Linked DNA regions of Zea mays: all the other regions are linked to region 3. A link is a contact called in public Hi-C data. All regions are on one chromosome and are shown on one strand. Each heading gives the region's core, a stretch centred on a gene start, on an enhancer-like site or on the middle of the called end of the contact. The rest is flanking DNA. Distances are from core to core; before and after follow the strand shown. Region 1 holds the start of LOC100216748 (Protein ABCI12 chloroplastic). Region 2 holds the start of LOC100281415 (heat shock 70 kDa protein 4). Region 3 holds the start of LOC100279227 (Putative AGC protein kinase family protein).

The links. A called contact is a pair of places that touch in the nucleus more often than the background predicts.
Region 1: a contact with region 3 is called in a Hi-C map of leaf, with 4 times the contacts expected there. The contact joins the promoter of LOC100216748 here to the promoter of LOC100279227 in region 3. A contact is called at or near these places in 2 of 25 Hi-C or Micro-C datasets (ear and leaf).
Region 2: a Hi-C map of ear shows a contact between it and region 3, with 1.7 times the contacts expected there. The contact joins the promoter of LOC100281415 here to the promoter of LOC100279227 in region 3. A contact is called at or near these places in 2 of 25 Hi-C or Micro-C datasets (ear and tassel).

Annotation. Positions count from the first base shown.
Region 1 is chr8:90,336,593-90,339,973 of Zm-B73-REFERENCE-NAM-5.0, forward strand. LOC100216748 (Protein ABCI12 chloroplastic) reads right to left here and starts at 1,775. Exons shown (of 8, transcript NM_001143151.1): 1 at 1,320-1,775. The coding sequence starts at 1,694.
Region 2 is chr8:91,799,674-91,802,933 of Zm-B73-REFERENCE-NAM-5.0, forward strand. LOC100281415 (heat shock 70 kDa protein 4) reads right to left here and starts at 1,252. Exons shown (of 10, transcript NM_001154333.2): 1 at 1,166-1,252; 2 at 1-901. The coding sequence starts at 842.
Region 3 is chr8:90,892,525-90,895,862 of Zm-B73-REFERENCE-NAM-5.0, forward strand. LOC100279227 (Putative AGC protein kinase family protein) reads right to left here and starts at 1,649. Exons shown (of 13, transcript XM_008657971.4): 1 at 1,164-1,649. The coding sequence starts at 1,384.

The sequences.
Region 1 (3,381 bases), core at 525-3,024, 560 kb before region 3:
TCATAATTTCGGACAATAATATGAAGTTAAATACCAAAACAGAGAGGTTAGTGGCTTACCAAAACTTCACCCATGAGCTGGATTGAACCCCAAAAGCAACTAATAGACTGGGCCCAAAAATAGTTAATGGTCTAAAATGCATAAAACACTGCGTTTTACAGTTTAGAACGCCAAAACGCTAAAACGTGATTTCAAACTCTAATTAGAGTTTTGACATTTAAACGTAGTTTAAACATCGTTTAAACGTAGTTTTAATAACACTGATATGAATTGTTTAATTTTAGCAGGTCAAAAACCACAAATTATTCAGTTCATCTTTAAACTTTGGTCAAATTTATGTTAATACAGAAAAGGGGCAGAAAAACTGAAAACTGGTATGGTAAAAGTTGGTAGTATGATATGGCCATATCAGAGAACCGTAGACTGCTGTTGGGCAGGCTGTGTGTCATGCTAAATGGGGATCTGGAGGGGGAGTCTGCTGGAGTTGGTTTCATGGGGGTAATTGGTTCGTGGACAAGCAGTGTCTGGCTCGTATCTGAGAGCCAGGCCCTAGGGGACAGGCTGAGCACATGCAATACTATCATGCTTGGTTAATTGTACATACTTAGACTAAATGAGAAGAGATGATGTTTGGTTGTCCATATAAAGATATGTTGCATGAAATAAAAAAATAATACAAAGTTATGATTATGGTTTTTATTTTGTATAAGTACTTTCTTTAAATTTCTTCTTTTATCATTGTATGTCTTAAACTTTTTAAAACATATTAATAACACTTGATATTTACTCATTATATATTAATATCATCATTAGCTGAGTAAGCACCTGCACCCAGCAAGACTAGGTCCCCAGAAACGCCTAAAATCTGTGTATCTGCAGAGTAGAGGCCTCTTTTGCATCCCGCGAACCAGGCCCAAAAAACGGTATAGGAAACCAAACAGCACAAACTTGCATCCCACCAGCTGAGGCATATGAAGCGAATCAATCACCCCCCTATAGGACTCAAGGTCAGCTAGAGAATACGCACGTTTGCACAGTTGCTGAGAATGAATAAAACAACAAGCTGGGAATGTTTGCCTGCCTCCCTCCTCGACAATCCATTCACTGATTTGCATCCCAATCACGATAGCTTTAGCACAGCAACGGGGCACTGACAGATAGATTGACACATTCGCATTCTATTTATCGCTTCACTCTCGCGGCAACATTCCCACAAACACCACCCATGCACCCTCCCCGCCCACTCCTACCGCATGGTAAGCCTATCCACTTATCCAGTACGCGTGTAGGGGTAAGCGGGGACGCCAGATGTCACGTACCAGCTTGACGCGCGGGTCGACGGAATGGAGAAAGGTTCGCGGGCTGTCAACGAACTGGCAGATGGGCGTGGCCGCGGCGCCAGAGATGAGCCTGAGCACCTGCTCGGGGCCCACTGCCGACCCAGCGCCTGCCGCAGCGCGCGGGATCCACTCCACCCACTTTGTCGCAGCCGACGCAGTGGTGCCATCCTTGCCCGAGGGAGATGGAGACGCTGGCGCGGGGGCAGACGCGGAGGGGACGAGCAGAGCAACGCGGCTGCCCGTCCTCCGCGCGCCGGGTTTCGCCTGGAGCGGGAGCCAGCTGGGCGCGGCCTTCACTGCGGGGAGAGGGAAGGCGAACGAGTGGAGAGGCCGGAGGTGGACTGCGGCAGCCATCGGATGGGACGTGCGCGGCGTCGGCGACCTGAACGGCTGAACCTCGGCTCAAGCCAATTTGACTTCTTTTGGCCAAAGTACTGCCTCCGTAGTCAGAGCAACTCCAAGGGATTTACCTCTTCATAAAATAAAGATTACACTCCATATATTTCATTAACTCTCCAACAACCAATTTAGTTTCGATAGCCGAAATGACTAGCCAAACTTAGCTAGCGAAAAGACTAATTTAGAGAGTCGGATAACTTGACGAATTAGATGGCTAGTCTATTAGAAAATTATTTTACTTAACCTAAAATTTAGCTTGACAAGTTATTTAGCTAGTCTCTTGGAGATGCTCTTAGGTGGTGTTTGATTTACTCGAGCAGTGTATATTTGAATATTAAATATAAGTATTAAATATAGTCTAATTATAAAAATAATTACATAGATGAAAATTAAATGATAAGATAGATTTATTAAACCTAATTAATTTATGATTAGTAAATGTTTAATATCTCCTTCGTTTCAAAATAGTATTAGTTTTAGCTTTTAGTTTTTATGTCTACATTCAGTTAGATGATGATGAATCTAGACACATATACAAAACATATATAACAATTATTGTATGAATCCAATTAAAATGCTAAAATGGATTTTATTTATGATAGATGGAGTATAACATAAAAGGAACGAATCATACACTAATTAGACTTAATCGTGCAGTAGATATGGATCGATCACTCGATCAAACTGTTGTGGCACTGGTTGATATCGACTACCTAGTGTCACATGGCGTGTTTTGACTGGTTCGTTCAACTTTAAATTTCATAAAAACATAAAAATTAGAAAAAACTGAAACTTAGTCTATGAATATAGAAGTGCTTGAGCTCATTCACATCGCTCACACTTTGAATTTCTCTACCACATCCTCATAGTCCTCTCACACTCCTTTTATTCGAATCAAACATTGTTGAGATATATTCGTCCAGCTCGCACATTGACATGGTCAAAGAAGAGTTGTTTAAGTTGTTTGCAGGAAACTGTAATGCAACAGGCGATAGAGCTTGCCTCCGAGTCTTCCACGTCGAGGAGGCCACCAAGGTAACATCAGAGATACATCAACCGCGATCATATATCTAGCCACGACCGGTTGATGCAAGACTACATCAATGACCCATATGTCTACATGCCACTTTATTTTTATCGAAGGTATCACATCTTGAAGAGTCTCTTCCTTCACGTCTTAGATAGGTTGGGTGAGCACTCCCCCTACCCACTATTCAAACCATGCACTCAACCATAGTAGTTTCTCCCCCACCAAAACACATGCTTGTGTAGCGTTGTTGACTCCATCGATGAATACATCAAAATGGGAGAAAATACCGTCTTAGAGTGTCTTGGACTATTATGTAGAGGTGTTATTGTATGTTTTGGGGTAGAGAACAGTCGTTGTCCCATTGTTGATGACCTTAGGTATCTGTTAGCTAAGGGGGAGGAAAGGGGATTTCCTGGTATGATAAAGAGTATAGATGGCATGCACTGTAAGTGGAGGAACTGTCCCGTTAGATGGAGAGAACAGTTCACAAGGGGGCTTTGGATCCCTGGCAATTATGCTCAAGACGGTTGCCTCGTATAACTTGTGGATCTAGCATGTTTTTTTGGGTGGTGGGGATCAAACAACGATGTGACACACGCTCAACCATTCATC
Region 2 (3,260 bases), core at 2-2,501, 910 kb after region 3:
GCCTCTGGGTTGGCACTCAGCACCTTCTTAAGTTTCTCACATGCCACACGCAACCTAATACATGCCCGCGCATTCTGGTACACATCAATCTTATATTCCTCTTTAAATTTAGCTGCAAAGTGCTTAAACAGGGCCTCATCGAAGTCCCTCCCACCAAGAGACCGGTCGTATGTATGGGACAACATCTTGAGCTGTCCCTTCCTGTAACCGACAACACTAACCTGCATGCTTGCATGACCGATATCGACAAATGCAACATTCAACTGGTCATTCTCTGGGAGATCAGTCTTATAAATACCATATGCCAGAGCAGTGGCTGTCGTCTCATGGAACAATCGCAATGGCCGGAGACCCGCAATAGTAGCAGCATCAAGAACAGCCCTGCGCTGCAGATCTGTGAAGTAGACCGGGATACCAATGCAACAATCAACAACTGCGGCATTCAGGTTACCCTCAGCAATGCCCTTCAAATTGGACAGCACCATGGCAAGCAGCTGGGTGGAGGTGAACGTCCGCTCCTCGCCCAGGTACCGTACATGGACCAGGGGAAAACCATCGGGGCCCTCCGTGACTCGGAATGGGAAGGAGGCGAGATCGCGCTGCAGCTCGGGATCTGAGAACTTGCGGCCGAGCAGGCGCTTAATCTGAGAGATGGAGTTTTTGGGGTTCATGGTGGAGGACGCGGCGCCGGCGGTGCCGATGAACCGCTGCTTGTCCCCGAAGCAAACGATGGCGGGTGTCTCGCGCTTGGACTCCTCGTTGAGAACCACGTCGATGCCACGCTGCCGCGCAACCGCCACGATACAGCTCTCATTGCCGAGGTCGAACCCCACCACGCTCATCTTCGATTCACACTAAGCTGCTGACCACTACAGCTTCAGATCTAGATCACAAGTAGTCACTGCATCGCAAAAGCCAGAGATCTACTGGTTAGGCAGGTCAGAGAAGCAACGGATTCTTGCGTGAATCTTAAGACAAGAACGCCGAAACCAAGAATTTTACGCATCAAAGCGAATAGTTATGAATTCTTCACCGAATGCAATGCGAACCCCAGCCGACGACTACAAACCCGCTGTCCCAGTCGACGGGTCCAAACCCGCCGCAAAAAAACATCTAAACATTAACCTAACAATCTAGTAAGGAGGCATGGAGAATCCGATCGTACCTTCAGAGGTGGAGATCGAGGCCCGTCGAAGCTCGTAGCGCCGCAACGGAAGTACGGGCAGGGCTTCCCCTTTGGCGAGAAGGGGAGAGCCGGAGAGGAGTGAGGACGCAGTGATATACGGTGTGTGCCGCGGATTGGCCAATGTAGACGAGAATCTTCTAGAACGTGGACGGGAAACCTCACGCCGGGGTGGGCAAAAAATTACCAAACCAAACACCACACGAACCAAACAACTTTTTAACTCTATTTGGTGTTAGGCATTTAACTCTATTTGGTATTTTGGTGTTAGGTATTTAGTACGGTTTTCAATATTCGCACATCAAATATACCAGAATACCAAAATTTAGCAAACCTATCCCTTGACGTCCAACAAGCAGTTCATATAAAGTCTTAAACCCTATACTCATATCATTTTAATTTTTTAAGAACTATTCAACATTAAATTGTTTATTCAATTTTATTAGGTACTTATTGATAAATTATCGTTATGTTCTTTATACAATTTTATGTTTGTAGTTTAATTTGCTACTTGTCTGGTGACTATGGTAATACCAAACACCAAACCAAAAAATCAAACACCAAATTGTGCAGTTTTTTTATTCCTGGACAAAAAGTTTGGTTTCCATTTTTCAAACACCAAACTTTTTTGACAACGAATAAACCGCAAAACCAATAAAACTGAATTCCTAGCAACGAACGCCATCTCCACCATAATGTGCATACATACGTGCAACGCACTGTAGACTATACTTAGGGATGAAAATGGACGAAAACGGACGGAAAAACCCATCTCCCATTTCCGTATACGCATTTTATCATCGGAAACGGGATCGGGTCTGGAATAGTCGGGAATGGAAATGGGAGCGGGATAAACGGAATTGCGAAAACGAACAGAAACGGAAATACTAACGGAAACTCATAATTTAATACAAATAGGAATGATATTGATGTTTGACTGGTGATTGATTGGCAGGATAATAACGTAAAACAAATAGATATAGAGAGACAACATTCTATTGTTGTTTGGTTGCTAAGAGCAACTCTAATAGTTATGTAAATTTTAGCTCTCTAAATCACAGATTTAAGAAATTGCTAAATAACTTTGGAAGTAAAAAAATGTGAGTTCTCCAATAGTTCTCTAAATATAGGTTGTAGTTTTGTTTTGTATCTATCCACATAAAAAATAAAGTCACAATGTCATCAATTACCTTCATTATCTACATAATGCAGTAAACATTTTTGTTTAGGGACTTTGCTAAATGGTTGCCAAATGTAGAGAGGAAATAAGGTTAGATGAGAAGTTGTTAAATTTAGAAAGTTCATTTAGAGAACTGTTGGAGATGAGTTTTTGTGTTAACTACTTAAATTGTTGATTTAGGAAGTCTGTTAGATAACTACTGGAATTGCTCTAATAGTGTACATTTAGCTACATCCGATGTTGTTTAAGACTTTAGACCACTTGTCATTGAAAAGAGCATATGGTTACAATGGCCATTTATGTTATAATTTGTCACCTAAAGACACGAGGCTTCAGTTTATATACTAATGCATATTAGGCTCGTCCCATATTTATCAAATACGGAATAAAATACGGGTTCAATCCAGATAAAAAACGGAATCCCGCAAAAACGGACGGAATAAACCCTCTATTGTTTCCGTCCTGTTTCCATATTTTTCGTAAATACGGAAACAGACGAGACAAATGTAGAAAACGGTTCGGGTCGAGGCGGGATTTTACCCGTCCGTTTTCAACCCTAACTATAATGTTTATAAGATGGAGTTAGTAATATGTATTGATTTAAATTGGTATACCTAAGTTCAACTGGTGTATGAGACATGTCTTCTTGTATTTGGTTCTTTCAATTGCTATCTTCTGTAAGGCATACCTTGTAGTTGTATCCACTAGGCATATATTTAAATTTTCTTTCAATTGGTATTCTTTACTGAGTTCAATTGATATATGTATGCCTTAGTTGTCTGTGTTTAGTCCCCACTGCAGCACTACGGGGTAGTCCACGTAGTGCTTTTGGAAGGACGACGACGTCGATCATAGCTCGATGGTACGTGCGGGGGACGTCGGAACACATGAAGTTTA
Region 3 (3,338 bases), core at 399-2,898:
AGTCAAGCTCAAGAATTTGGACTCCACAAAGCTATAGTTGGTATACCTCTGCCACAACAATGAGCAACAGCACCCAATACCAAATTCCCATGCAATCATGCTCCAAAGCTCAGCACTAGTACAACCTACAGCCACATTCAGTGGCGTATCTAGAGGGTGGACAGGGTGGGTCCTGGCCCACCCTCTGATTTTGACTCTACTAAAGTACCCCCTCCGTTCTTTTTTATTTGTAGTGGTTTAGTTCAAAAGTGAACTAGCGGGCGACAAATATTCGAGAACGGAGATAGTATATAGTTTTTTGATTTATTTATTTCTTTTGATTCTTATATGTTGTAGGATTTAAAATGTAAACTCATCTATGTAATTTGATTTTCATAAGATTGGACCACCCTAACTTTAAATCTTAGATTCGCCACTGGCCACATTCCCCATCCAACCACCCTGAAACACTAGCCCTGATTCAGTAACCGTCCAGCAGAATGTGCACAAAGACCTATCCACATTATCATGTCCATCGCCAACATGCGACCAAATGGTAACGCATAGCACGTGAGAGCACAATCAACCGCCACGTGTGCCCTCTCCCTAAAAAGCGACAAAGTGAACATAAGCACAAGCATTGTTTCTTTGCATGAACGACTAACCGCTGGTAGCTTTATTCCAATTATGGCAAGCCCTACAACGGTCGCCATTTTGTTCTAGCCAGTCAAGCTCAAGCAATTCAGACTTCAAAGTCACAATTCGCTTTATCTCGGACACAGCAATGTGCAACAACTCAATCCACTGCAAAATTGCCACCCAAGAGGCAGCAATGAGCAACACCTCCATCCACTGCAAAATTGCCACCCAACATCGCCCCGAAGCTCAGCTCTAGTAGGACCTACAGCCACATTTGACAATCAACTGCCCTGATATGCTAATCCGATTCAGTATGCATGAGAAGTGCAGCCCAAACCCTCACACCCACCCCACAGGAGAGCATAAGCATACAGGCTACCTCCAATCGCCTGGTTGCAGGTCGGACACCTCGATCAGTCGCCCTCACGTGAGATTTAGCTAGCTAAATCGCAGGCCGCTCAAGCACTAACCAAATCGCAGGCAAGCACTGCTAGCTCCGAGACCAATTAAAAAAAAAATTGGAAGCAGGCACGGGTTCCCCGTACCTCTCCTTGCGCTCTTGGAGGTTCTTCATCTGCGCGCGGTAGTGGTCCTCGATGAACTTCTTCGCGGCCGCCACGCGCTCCATGGTCTTGGTGGAGCCAACTGCCACCTCGTGCTGCTCCGCCACCTCCTGCCCTTCCTCCGCGACCGCCTCCAGTGGCCGGGCCCGCGCCGCCGCCGCTGAGACTGCGGCCGGTGACTCCTCCGCCATCTCGCTCTCCATGCCGACGACGCCCACGCCCCTTATCGCTTGAGAGTCGGCTCTCGCCGGGGTGAGCTCGAACTGTTTCTCTCTCGCTCGCTCTCGTTTGTCTCGCCTCTATTTTCCTTTTCGGTCTGTGATGAGCACTTTCTTCGTGTGCGGCCGTTTATAAACGCCTGATTTTTTTTGCGCGCACCGTAGTTAGAGTAAGCTAATCATGCTGTAAATGAGGGATTAGATGGCTGGTGACAGCTGTTTAGAGGTTTTGCTTTGCTTCGGAAACAGGTGTTGCGGCGCGAAAGCTGGACGCAACAGCCGATCCCGCGCGAGCTTTTCTCGTTCCGTTCCGCCAGGCATTCGTGACTATCTGATCTGACGTGCTCCATGTGAGTGCATGACGTCAGTGAGCCCGATCCAGAAGATGCACTGCGGCACAGTAGTATAGGCGAGATACTTTCCTGGTCTGGCCATGGCTATTTCCCGTCCTTTTTTCATGCCATGCTGGCCATGGCTATTTCTTTTGAGTCCAATCCAATCCAGAAGGTGATACAACTATACAAGTATACAACTGCTAGGCAAGTAAGCCACTTAGCCAAGTTTGTTTCGGCTTCGAAGTGTCAATGGTAGCTTTCACCATCGTAAGCTCAAACAAGAAATCAATTTGGCACTTTGAACCATATTCAAACACACGGTCCTCTGTTTCCAATTATAAGACTGGTTTTAGTCGTTGTCGGCTATATCTACCATCACATTACTGTTTTATATTAACCATAATTAGACCTTATCTATCATAACGTTTTATTGTATTATCCTTATTGTTAGCTTACAGTTATTTCATCGTTACATCAACTTTTCTTTTATAAACTTTTAATTGACATAAAACATGATGCTTTGTTAAAATTCAAATACATATGATTATCATGTAACTAATCTAATAAAATTATATAATTCATAATAATAATTAAAAATTCATAACTCAAGCATAATAATAAAAATTTCATAAATGTCGTTACGGAGCCTGTTGAAGGTCGTCTGGCAGCCGACACACGTACAAGATCTATCGGGGTAAGATAATGACACCTTGCTGCTCTAACACCAGGGGCGGACGCAGAGGGGGGACAAAGTGGGCCATATGCCACCCCCCCTCAATTTTTATGACCTTTTATATATTATGTTTATTTACTGTTAAGTATATTTAAAAATGAAGATTTAGATAGGCTAAAACAATCATGTTATGGGTCTCCTCGTCGAATTAGTCTAGTTCTATCGACTCTCGTCCTTTTACTTGGTCTAATCCTCACATCTATTCATCCAATCTCATTCTTTCCGACGCTGTCGTATCCATAGAAGGATCCCTCTCAATTTTTTATAACCTCTTATACCTAATGTTCACCTACTGTAAAGTATATAAATTAAGGTTTGGATAGGCTAAAATTGCCCTGAGCAGTTCTCTCAACTTCCATCATATTTGGTCTAGTCCTCGCATCTATCCAATCCTCCCAGATGCTCCATTCTTGACACCGTCGCCTCCTTCCTGATGCTTGATGTCGCCTGACCCTGGCCCCTTCCCAACGTCCTCGTCCCGCTCGTTATCGTCATGACATCATCCCGCTCTTGGCAGACCCGACCTCGCTCACCACGACGATGCGACCCGTCCCCGTCAACTGGCGAGCTTGACGAACCAGCGAGCCCTAGCTCTTAGCCGGAGACATCATCTGACCCGCCTCTTTCTCGATGCCCCACCCTTCGAGGAAATCGATATTCGACAATGTACACACGACTTGATTCGGTCAGGAAGAACTTAGTTATATGTTTGCTTCTCTTCTTTGAACTTGTATCTTATATTGATAGATATGGAACTTAAATTTTATGCAACTATAGTTTTTACCGCCTTGCTTGATTTTGTAATGTGGTTTTTTGGCCCCCCATGAATTTTGGTCATGCGTCCGCCACTGTCTAACACAATCTACCAGAG